Linked DNA regions of Mus musculus: region 2 is linked to region 1. The links are chromatin contacts, called in public promoter capture Hi-C maps. All regions are on one chromosome and are shown on one strand. Each heading gives the region's core, a stretch centred on a gene start, on an enhancer-like site or on the middle of the called end of the contact. The rest is flanking DNA. Distances are from core to core; before and after follow the strand shown. Region 1 holds the start of Snap47 (synaptosomal-associated protein, 47). Region 2 holds the start of Drg2 (developmentally regulated GTP binding protein 2).

Evidence for each region. Capture Hi-C pulls out chosen DNA fragments and counts their contacts.
Region 2: a promoter capture Hi-C map of liver shows a contact between it and region 1, with 3 times the contacts expected there. The contact joins the promoter of Drg2 here to the promoter of Snap47 in region 1. A contact is called at or near these places in 1 of 39 promoter capture datasets (liver) and 1 of 9 other capture datasets (liver).

The regions. Positions count from the first base shown.
Region 1 is chr11:59,446,780-59,452,784 of GRCm38.p6, reverse strand. Snap47 (synaptosomal-associated protein, 47) reads left to right here and starts at 2,751. Exons shown (of 5, transcript NM_144521.3): 1 at 2,751-2,870. Jmjd4 (jumonji domain containing 4) reads right to left here and starts at 2,740. Exons shown (of 6, transcript NM_178659.6): 1 at 2,273-2,740; 2 at 1,945-2,110. The coding sequence starts at 2,540.
Region 2 is chr11:60,451,462-60,457,466 of GRCm38.p6, reverse strand. Drg2 (developmentally regulated GTP binding protein 2) reads right to left here and starts at 2,876. Exons shown (of 13, transcript NM_021354.2): 1 at 2,724-2,876; 2 at 756-916. The coding sequence starts at 2,787.

The sequences.
Region 1 (6,005 bases), core at 1,502-4,001:
GCGCACGCTTTTAATCTCAGCACTCGGGAGGCAGAGGCAGGTGGATTTCTGAGTTCGAGGCCAGCCTGGTCTACAGAGTGAGTTCCAGGACAGCCAGGGCTATAAAGAGAAACCCTGTCTTGAAAAACCAAAAAAAAAAAAAAAAAAAAGTTTACCTAAAATTCCAAGCTACTACACACAACAGTATTAGGGCCTGTGTTAAGGTTTGCTCTGTTGCTAAAGTCTGTACCCTAAGGTCTAGACCTAGGAGTGAATTCTCAGTTACCAGCTCTTGTTGTGCAAACCTTGTTCCTTAATTTAAAACTATTGATTAAATAAAAATGGCTATGGCCAATTACTGGAGAAATTAGAGGTAGGCAGGGGTGGGAGGGTTTAGTTACCTGGTTGAGCATGAGAAAAAAGGAAAGAACGAGGAGGTGAGGAGAAGGCGCCATGAGAGATGGCCCTTGAGCACATGGCCGGGGGAAACATCACGCACTTGGGGAACACCACTGGGGGTGTAGCCAGGCCACGGTTAGAAAAGTAGAACAGGGGTTTCCCCCAGCAATTATCAAAGCTAAATAAAAAAACCACAGTCTGAGTATCATTTATTTGTACACTAGTGGGGATAAGCTTAAATTGGTTGTACTACAGGCCTGTGAGTCTGTTTCTGCCACGATGAGATCCAGGACGTGTGTCTGGTCACACTTTACCCAGCTCCTGCTCTGGGCCCACAGAAGTAGCATGGCAGGGTAGCTGGAAGCTGGTGTTTCTCTTGCATCTGGTCAGTTATGGGAACTGCAGGGGCCTGAATTCCATCCCACTCTACAGTTCAGAGCCTTATTGCGCACACAAATGATACAGGAATTCAACTGTTCATTGGTTCACTCAATGTTACACTGTGCCTTTTGCTGGGGGTCTGAGTACAATGGTCTGTACTTGTGAAAGGGACGTCAGGTAGAGGAAAACACACAGTCGCAGGGTCACCATGGAAAAGGGTAATGCTCTTCCCAAAGAGAGCATCACGTGAGCTGGGTCTTAGGGACAGCCCAAACTCCTGAGATGTAGGGAGCGCCTCGGCTTATGATGGCCTTACGTACTGACATGTCCAAGCTGAAAATACCATAAATGTCAAAACATACTAACAGTATGTGTTTATATGCTCACAACCTTAGCATTCCCAGTTCCAAAAGGAAAACACAACAGTGTGCCTAAGTGCATGACTACCGTAGCTTAGCACAGCAACAGAGCACACTGTAAAGGTGTGATCATTTTAGTAGATCCGGGGGTTTAGATGGAGGTTATGGCTTCTTGACCCTGTCCATCATTGAGAGAGAAGGGTGGGAGATGAACAGACCATATATAGCTAGCCTGGGAAGACACCATAATTCAAATTTTGAAGTAGTTTCTACTGACTGCAATGCATTCTTGCTCCAGCAAGACGTCAAAAATCTCCTAAGTAAAGCTGTCACAAGATGCTGTGTGAGAAAAGTGGAAGCTGATAAGGGAGAGTATTGAATGTGTCTTTAAAGAGTAAAGGGGTTTCCAAAGTGGGACAAGAGTGGTTGCGGAAAGGTCACTTGTCCCTTTAGAGAGCTTAGAATGGCCCAGGGGATGGCAAGAATCCCCAGAGCAATCGTAGAAGGAACAAGCGTCCTCTCAGTGGGGTTGCAGAGAGGACAGCCCCAGAGGATCTGAGATACCAGCTCAAAAATACAGAAGAGGAAGGAGACACCAGGCCGCCTGTACCCATACAAGATGTACGAAAGACTTACCTTCCCCATAATAGTCTACCTGGCTCGCTATGTTGATCTCCCCACATCTTCGCATCAGTTCTGTGATACACATTAGAACTCTGCTGTAGAGGTAGCCCCTCTGAGTGCAGTGGGCGTGCTCCACCTGGACTGGCTGCACTAGCTGCTTAGGGTAAGTGCCCAATGGCCATGCGCCGTCCTGTCTTATTACCTGCACAGATGCCAGTCCTTGAGGTAGAGGCAGCCCCGCGAAGAGGAGTAACTCCCTTGGATGTAGTCCTTCCAGTAACTGATATAGTCGCGGAAGGACATGTGCTCCTTGGGGTTTGAATTGTATTCTCGCACTCCACAGTTGGCAACCGGTACAACCGCGTCTCCTGCAGCGAGAGAGTCAGCACAGAAATGGCAGAGTCATACACGTAGTTCACCATCTTGGGGTCCGGCCACCCTCTGGCCGAATTATCCAGACTCCACTAGTCTGTCCGGCCCCGGCCGCCCTCCCATGCCGGGGTCTATACCTCCCGTCTGCGCCCTCCTACCATACTTCTGCTGCAGATACTCGAAGTCAGGCTTTCCCTCCGAGGTCACCCAGCGCCGCCTGCTGCCCCAGCCCTCGGTGAAGGCGCTAGAAAACACGCAGGGCAGGTTAGGCAGCAGGAAGCCCTTCACGAAGTCAGCATAGGAGAAGGCGTTCGGGGTCTGAATGAAGGTCACGCCGCTGGGTGTGGGGCCGCCACCGCCGCTAGGGACTGGGTCTCGGAGGTCCCGGTAGTACCGCTCGGCAAAGGTGCGTGTCTCCCGATCCATCCACCGGGAAACCTGACCCCAGAGGCCCAGTCCGGCTTCTCGCTACACCCCAAATAGGGACCGGAGGCTGAGAAACCCCCTAAAATCAGCTCGGAGTGGTAACCACAGAGAAAGAGCCCGGAACGAAAAGCCACAGGTGCGACATTCCAGCAGGAACGCGGGCCTTGGGGCTCCCAGGGTGTGCGCGTGCGCGCCTACGCGGCCCCGCCCTCTCGCGCAGGCGTACAAGCGCTCGCCGAGTGGCTGACCTGCTCCCCAGCTGCTGGCGTCTCTGTCTGGTGGTCCAGTGGAGCGTGCCATTGCGTCTTCTGCGTGCTCCTCTTGCCTCAGGTGAGCTGCTACCGCGCAGCTAGCCAGTACCGGAGCCCGCCACCGACACAGGAGATGAACATCAGTCTCAAACCTCAAAGGATGACTGGGTCCTGAGAGGATGCTGGGGCGCAGAGCGGGCGGTCAGGATCCGCGGGGGGTGGGGCGGCGGGGTGGGGGTGGGGCGGCGGGTGGGGGTGGGGCGGCGGGGTTGGGCGGCGGGGTGGGGGGTGGGGGTGATGTTCCCGAGTGTCTTGGATAGATTGTGGAGGAACCTTTTAAAGGATTGTGATGTTTCCTTAGAAATAGAACGAGGAAAAATTAAAAGGAGAAAATGAGCTTTTTTGGGGGGCGGGGGGGGGGAGATGCTGAGGTTCAGGTAGAGAGGTATGTATGCATTGGGAAGAGGGGAAGGATAGAAACGAGGCGGAGGAGGGTTGTTTGGCCAAACTCGCCTGTTGTGGCCTTTATCGTGACGCTTGTCTGGAGCTGTGTTGCGGCTAGGTCATGGTAGAGATGACAGCTCATAGAGAAATTCAAGTGACGAGAAACATCGATGCCAGGACTCGTGGTGCACGCCTATAATCCCAGTATTGGGGATGCTGAAACGGAAAGGTTCCGAGGTTCTAAGCCAAAATGAACCACAAATCATGACTTAGCTCCAAAAGAAAAAAAGCCAGGTTACAATAACAACAACAATAAAACCCCAACGCACCCAGAATTCCATTCACGTGTAATCACTAACTCTGGTATTGAGCCAGTTTTTTCCAGGTATGCATGTGTTTATACATTTTATCCCTGTTACCCCCTCCCTCTCTTCCCTCTTTTCCTGCATTGGCAGCATGTTATATTTGGAAACACCATTTTAGATTTTTTAAAATCTCCTCCTACAATTGGCCTACAATTCTTAAAATTCCTGGACAGGTTGAGTTGATAAATGCCATTTTGCATGCTAATGAGTCCAACACCATCCAACAGCCAGTAGGGTAGATTCCAGATGGAATGGCTCACTGAAAGACCTGAGTAGGATCAGAGGGTGGGGACTTTGAACCCAGCCCTCAGCTTCTAGGGCTAAAGGTTGAGTGGGTCATCAGTGGTCAGTGTCTCATCAGTCATGTCCACAGCATCCCTAGAAGACCCATTCAGAGGATCCTATGTGCTTAGGGAGGTGAGGGCTGGTTCTTCTTAGAAGTTGGTGGTTTTCTGAGTAATACGAGCTTCTAGGGGAACTCCAAACCAAGGAGGACCTCTGGAACCCTGCTTTCTAGGTGCTGGCCATCAGAGTGGTACTACAACCTGGGCTTGCATCTGCACCAATGTAGGGACATCTTGGGAGACAGAACCCCACCCTTGGGACCTAATATGATCTTGAGGCAGACATTTGTCAGAGCTGAACTGAATTAAGGACATTCTTCCTCTGGTGTTCACTGATAAGGACCCTTTTAGGGTCCCAGAATCCTGTACTGACTAGGACATGAGAGTAGAGGTAAAATATGTAGTTTGTTTTGTTTTCTGGGAAAGTATGAAACCCAGTTAGGAATTACTTCTTTGCTTGAGTATCTAAGACCATTGTCCACGAGCAAGAAAGAGGTCAGGGCCAGCAGGTAGGTATATATGCTCTCAAGAGCTCTGGGGCAGCGTAGCCTGTGGCACTGTAATGGGAACATGAGCCCTTGTGCCCTGTGTAGTTAGTGCTGTAATCCTGGTCTTCACATGATAGCTGGCCTCTGGGTGTTAGTAACAGAGCCGATTATGTGAGGCCTGGCGAGAGGCCCGAAACCCAGGTGTGTGCCCATGAAGTTGCCTCTCCTACCTCCAGCTGGGAAGTGCTGGTGATGCACATCCCCAGCCCACACAGACCTATGGAAACTGCGCATCCTGGGCAGAGCCACCCCAGAAGAAAACAGGAAAGGATTGGAATTGGCACCCTGGGGAGGGGAGGGGAGGTGGAAACACTGCACAGTCTCATTTCTCTCTCTGAATTTCTAGAGCATACCCTGCAGCAAGGCTGTGGTGTTTGCTCGAAACATCCTCAGACAGCATGCCTGAGCCTCCCAGGGTGGGGATGGGAACTTCTGAGGGAGTGGAAAGAGGGTCTGCTACAGAGCAGGAGGGCAGGTAATGGAAAAAGCCAGTCTTGCCGCCCCCGCTCGGACACACTGCCCCACTGTTCTCCCACTCAGCCTTGTAATGGGAAGGTGTGCAAAATGTTGCGTCTTCTGTTACTTTGGAAATTAACTAAAAATAGGCTGTTTACTTGCTATTGAGTTTTACTCAAGGGCACATGTGTGGTGGAAATGCTGAAAGAGACCCATTATGCCAATCCCAGTGTGTTAGGAGTCACAGTGACGTGGGCCTATTCCCCAAGAACGTCATTTATGTGAATTTGCTTGACACCCAGGGGTTGCCTGACATGACTTCCCACAGTAATTGTGTCTCTCTCACACAGGGTCCTCTCAGGGCTAACTACTCTGTACCTGTCCTGGTGAAGGCAAGTTATAACCTTACAAAGGCAGATACCACACAGAGAATTCAGGAACAGAGCATCTCTGGAGGGCCCATTCACTGTGTGTACACTGGGTGTCCATGCAGTGTGCACGAGACGCGATTCTGGGCAGGTGCCCTTTGGTGCACATGTTGAGTTGCATTGGGAAAGCTCTCAGGTCTGGAGTGCTGTGGTTGGTAGTGGGCACTAGGAAGGGTAAAGGTGCTCTTTAAGTAGAAGCTTTAAGGTAGAAAAACAATTCAGAGACAGGACAGTGAGGAGCCTTGAGATGGCTGTAAGGGAGGGGGGCAGCAGAGTGAAGCTCAGAGCCCATTAGAGTGAGCAGAGTTGGACTTGAACGGAGCCAAGCTAAAAGTGAAAAAAGAAAAAGGAGATTTATTCAGTGTGGCCACATTGGAAGAGGCACAAAGAGATCTGATGAACCACCAAGTCCTGAAGTGAGATTAAATAGAAAGCAGAAGATTTGCATACCTGAGCAGTACAGGTGTGGCCACACACACTGTTAATCCATCCTTGTCTGGACTTTAGTCTCCTTCTGTAAGGTGGTCTAAGAAGTTGTTAAAATTATGTGAAATCAAAAAACAAAACAAAACAGCTGGGTGGTGGTGGCAGCGCACGCCTTTAATCCCAGCACTTGGCAGGCAGAGGCA
Region 2 (6,005 bases), core at 1,627-4,126, 1.0 Mb before region 1:
CTATCCTATGGACCCATAAGGTAGAAGGAAAGAACTGACTCTTTTAAGTTCTCTGACATCCAGTGTGGCACGTATTTGAAATGTATTAAAACCTTATCTGCCCTGGCAAAGATGCTTACTTAATCATACCACATAAAATGTGAGTCAAGATAGGACATTAAACTGAACCACTTTCCAGAAGAAACTTTCTAGAAGACTCCACAGTGACATCATCACTTCACTTGTAGCCAGTCTGTGTGCTAGCTCTGAGGCCCAACTTCTCTTGACTCTCATCACCTCCGCTCTCCTGATGCTCACTTGGGCAGATAGCCCAGCTCTCCCAATGTCTACAGGCAGGCTTCCCCTGAAGGGCCTCTCTCAGCAAGCTCCCTCACATCGGTTAGGACCTCTGATACACCAACCACTCACTAGAGAAGCCTTCAGCTACCCAGACATGTCTTGAAGGACCTTGGACTTCCTTGGAGCTTAAAACCAACTAAGTGACACCTGAATTTGCTCAAATTGTCTTTTCTGAGAGGAAGTATGTGCAGGTAGGGATGGGCATCCCAGTATCGGGCCCAATGCCCAGCATAAGGTACACACTGTGTGCCACTGGCTCAGTTGGAAGGCCAACTATTCCTGCTAAGGAGAAGAAAGAGTAACCTCTAAGTTAGGGCGATAGGGAGGTAAGACTTTGAGGGGAGGTAGGGATGGGCATGCTGTAGGTAAGTGACCCTCTATTGTTCTCCCCAAGGTCCACAGAGACCATCACTGACCTTACCCACAGAGGGAAAGCCAATCAGTGCCACACGGGCATCACCTGACTTCATGACATCAAAGCCCTCTCCTTTGGATGAGGCGGATTTGGATGGTTCCAGGAGCTGGGCCCGATACTTGGCCAGTTTTGCTTTCAGCAGGCCCAGGTGGTACTCGGTGGCTGGAGGATGGAAAACAAGACAGGAACAAGTGTCAGGGTCTCTACCTGGAGGGTCAGGTGGGGACCCACATAGGGCCAAGTGCTGAGAACATCAAGACCAGACAACAATCACCTCAAGGAGACCTCAAGGGTTCCCCTGGTACCCCACTGGTATCTCAGCATCCTAAGGAGCACGGATGGGCAGCACTAATGGTACTTGAGGCAGACAGAAGGTCACAGGGCTGCTCTCTGCTCACTCTGGAGCTTTACTCTCTCCTGGTAGCTGCCCTAAAGATCACGAACCAATTCCGAACAGCCGGGAAGTTCCTGAATTCGTGACTTGTCACATCCTGAAGACGTCCAGAGAAAACCTGGGTCAGGCTTGAAGGCCTCAGGTCTGCCCTGCTTCTCTATGGACACAGGGCACTTTCTGTAGTGCTGGAATTCCATGTGGTGCACCACTTCATGGAAGAAGGGGACACTGTGGCATACACAAATTTGCCATGCTGTGATCAGCCCCTGACGGAATCCAGGAGGCCACACAGCCTCCCTGCACACGTCCCATCACTGCGGCCCCAGGCAGAGGATGGGTACCTTGTGCTTAGTTCTCCTGACATCACCCAGCACTCATGGAGGGAGAACAGACTGTTTCACTGTACACCTGTCCCTTTTCCTTCTCCTTTATAGTATTGTCAGGCCGGGCGTGGTGGCGAACGCCTTTAATCCCAGCACTTGGGAGGCAGAGGCAGGCGGATTTCTGAGTTCAAGGCCAGCCTGGTCTACAGAGTGAGTTCAAGGACGGCCAGGGCTACAGCGAGAAACCCTGTCTCGAAAAACCAAAAACCAAACCAAACCAAAAAAAGTATTGTTAGGGTTACCATACTGCTTCCAAATTCTGGGGAACAGGGTTAAGTTACTGAGAAGGAATTCTGTTTCAGGTCTTACCGAATCCGCATGATAGCAGGGACATGGTTGAGACTGAGGACCTCAGCTGTCCTGCCCCAACTCCTTCCACCCTTCTCTGACTTTATCCTTGCCTCAGGACCTATGAACCTGCTGTTGCCTGAATTTAAGTCAGATCAATCCCACCCTGCCATTACTGCCTGGAAAGGTCACTTAGCCTTGTGCATCCGAACAGGAAGGGCAGCAGCACTAACTCTGTCACCACATTTCTTCAAGACTCGGGAAAGCACCAAGGCTAGACACTGCTTGGCAGTCCCACCTCTCCACTGATCCCCAACCCTCACAGTTTGATGCTTCCTTGGTGTTGTGTATTTGGGGTGGTTTACTTTAAATATTAGGTGATCACTCTGGCAAGGGCTTTGCACATGTGAACCACAACAGAGCGGGTGTTATCCCTATCCACAGATGAGGACATTGGGTCGCCAAAAACTGACATGACTTTACAAGGTTACATAGCAAGAACGTAGTGGACAAATTCTCCAGTCCCTACTTCCTTGACACTAGCTCGCTGGCGCCTGCCTGTCTGCCGGGACAAGCTGTTTTGTGAGATGTCTTCTCTTGCCCTTCTCAGCATGAAGGCCCAGCTGCCAGGACCCTAGGGGAAAATCTCCGACACTGCCTTTCTGGGTCACGGGCTTATTGTGCGCGCTGAGGTTTCTCTACTTGAACACTGAGTCCAGCACAGATCAGATCTCTCAAGAACCCTGAAATCACGTCGCTGAATGTGCCCGCTCCCGCCTCACGCACGCCTCGGCACTTCCCCGGTGTTTCTCCGGCCTCGGTGGTGGCTCCAGTTGTCCCCTCATTTTACAGACAAGAAAAACAAGGAGGGTAGAAAGGGAGACCCCTCCGATCCCGCCCTTACCCTTGTTCTTCTGCGTTCGAGCGATCTCCTTCTCGATCTCCGAGATTTTCTCCAAGATCCCCATAGTTGCAGCTTCGGCGGAGATTCACGCTGCCTATAGCTTACAGCGCTGAGCGCTCACGTCTAATGCCGGAAGCAAAGCAGTCAGAACCAGGAAGCGCACCAAGAATGGAGTCCTCCCGAGCTCCCGGTGCTACGAGATTCGGAGTCCGGGCACACCACGTGGAGAGCAGATACCATCCGTTCCTACCTCGTCCAGCTGCGATGAGCATCCGGGTCTTGACTTTGGTTCGTTAGGACCAGACCCCAAACTGCTTTGAGTTTGCAAAGCAGAGGGGGAATCTCTTTTCTCTTTGATAGTGACAGAAAAGGAGATGGGCAGAAAGTCTTAAGGCTCCCATTTTGTAAAGGCAGTAAAAGAGTCTTGGGGTCTAGCCTGCTGGAGTAACCTTTAATCCCAGTACTCAGGAGGCAGGAGCAGGAGGATTGCTGCGAATTTGAAGTCAGCTGGGTTGCACAGCTAGTATCAGTGTCAGATAGGAAAGCAAACGAAAAGTTCAAAACTGGGCTCAGCCGTTAAGAGCACTTAATGCCAGCTTTAATGTGGGGTATTGTTTTTTTGTTTTTTTAATTTTTAAATTAGATGTATTCATTTTATGTGTGTTTTGCTTGCATATATGTATGTACACCATGTGCATGTGCCAGTGGAGCTCAGAACAGGGCACCAGATCTCCTAAAAGTATAGTTTCAGACGGTGGTGAACAACCACGTGGGTTCTGGGAATCGAACATGTCTGTTTCAAGAACAAAGTGCATGGGGTCACCAGTCTCGCTTGCATTGCAGTTTCCGAATAGGTATTGCAAATTACAGCTGTTAAATGACAGTGCCAAGATAGAATGAAGCTCTGGCTGTGAACTCCAAGTCTACACACCCTCATGGTAATGCAGTAGATGTGTATGCTGTTTCTGCAAGGTAGTACGATTTAAGTGTGGTAGGTTTATATGATGTTTTGAGTGGGTATCAAAAGGTGATGGAGCATTTTGGAAGCTGGGGTGGTCAATGCAGATGAGAAGGCCTGAGAAGCCCAGGCCCAAGTCCTCAGGTCCCTTCTGCCTCAAATTTCCTTTTAAAAAACAATTAGCATTCAAAATAATGGGTTATAACATTTTAAAAGATGTTTTATTTTCCATGTATAAGTGTTTTGCCTACATGTATGTGTATACCACATGCATGTCTTCCTTGTTGCCTGCAGAGGTCAGAAGAGGGCATCAGATTGCCTGGATCTGGAGGGATGCTTGTGTCCCACCATAGGGGTCCAGAGTCAAACCTGTGCCCTCTGCAAGTACAAGTGCTCTTAAGCACTGGGCCATCTCTAGCCCCATAACATTTCCATTCATATACCTGTATCTTGCACTTCTTTTATTCCCTATCCCCACCCCTTCCATCAACTCCTTCCTAATATGGCTGTTGGAATCTTTTACCACCACCTTGTAACCCCAGAAGTAAGCTCACTTTGACTTTACAGTTGGGGGAAATGGCTCAATTTCCAAGAATGCTAACATCTTCTCTGCTGTCTGCTTCATGATCCCATGGTCCTTAATTTTTTTGTTTTGTTTTTGCTGCCTGCCCGAGAATTGGGCCTACCTCAAGATCAAGGAAAAGGCAGCTAGCCTTTCCTTCAAGGAAGATCCGACTCCTCCAAACCTAAGTCTTGGAAGCCAGCTGTGAGCTCCACTGTCCATGCAGATCTGTGGAGATGGGGCTGGTTTGCACAGGGAGAGGTCACTATGCTCTATGTACATATTTAACTTGTCCATCAAAAGATACTTCAGCAAGGTCAAAGACACTGGAGAAAACCACAGAGGACACAGAGAGTTAATGTTCAGAATACAGTAAGGCCCATGACTCAACAACACAACAACCCCATTCTGCTGAGTTACTGATGTAACCCAAACATAACACAGTGATTGACGTGTGTTTAGTGCTTAGAAGAACCTGCCAAATCAGGAGCCTTAGGACAGTACGTGGTGTAGAAAGAGCCCTATCCCTTCTCCCAGAGCTTCCAGTTCTAGATGGGATGGATTCTAATCACACATAAGACAAGGACTACAGACTAGTGATGCCCAGTGCTACTCTCTGTATGCTAGGGATGAATATATGTGTGTGTGTGTGTGTGTGTGTGTGTGTGTGTGTGTGTGTGTGTGTGTGTGTGTGTGTGTGTGTGTAGGCCAGAGGCTAACATCTGATGTCTTTCTCTCTCTTTGCCTTTAAGATTTTTTTGATTACATTTTATTTATTTTGTGGTGAAGTATGGTTGTGTGGAGGTTAAAGACCAATTTTTGGGAGTCTGCTTTCTCCTTCTACCATGTAGGTTCTGGAGCTCCAACTGGGATGGTCAGACTTGGTGGCAAGTATCTGTTATTTATCCAAATACTAAAAATTGTATCCCAAGAAAATGGTTGTCCCAAGACAAATTCCTATGTTCAACAGCCTTTGTTGTGCAAATCTTGCTCCCCAATTTAAAACTATCTGTTAAATAAAATGGCTATAGCCAATTACTGGGGAGAATAGAGAGAGGTGGAGTTTGAATTACCAGGCTGGGGTCACAGGTAGGGGCCACAATGGAGAAGCGAGGAAGGAGACAGAGAGAGGATGAAGTTGTCAGGAGAGGAGATGGATCATGAGCTTGTGGCTAGGAGAAATGGACCCTGAAAATAACCAGCAAGTTACAAGGGACATACAGCTGGGAGGTAAGTTAGAATACTTCAAATTCTACCCAACCTAGGCTTACAGCTTTTAAAATAATATACCAGGAGTCTGTGTCTTTTATGTGGGCTAGCTAGAATAAATAATTCATTTTACAGCTTGCTGTACCAGGCAATAGGAGAGCATGCCTTTAATCTGAGTTCAAGGCCAGCCTCATCTACAGAGCAAGTTCCAGGACAGCCAAAGGTACATAGAGAAACCCTGTCTCAAAGGAAGAAAGAAGGAGGTGGAGAGGAAGGGGGAGGTGGAGATGGAGGAGGAGGAGGAGGAGTGGGAGAAAGAGAAAGAGAAGCAGGAGGAGGAGAAGATGAGAGAGGAGGAAGAAGGAGGAGGAGGAGGGAGAAGGAGGAGAGAGGAGGAGGAAGAGGAGGAGGAGGAGCAGGAGGAGAAGGAGAAGGAGCAGGAGGAGGAGGAGGAGAAGGAGCAGGAGGAGGAGGAGGAGGAGCAGGAAGAGGAGGAGGAGGAGCAGGAGGAGCAGGAGGAGCAGGAGGAGGAGCAGGAGGAGGAGGAGCAGGA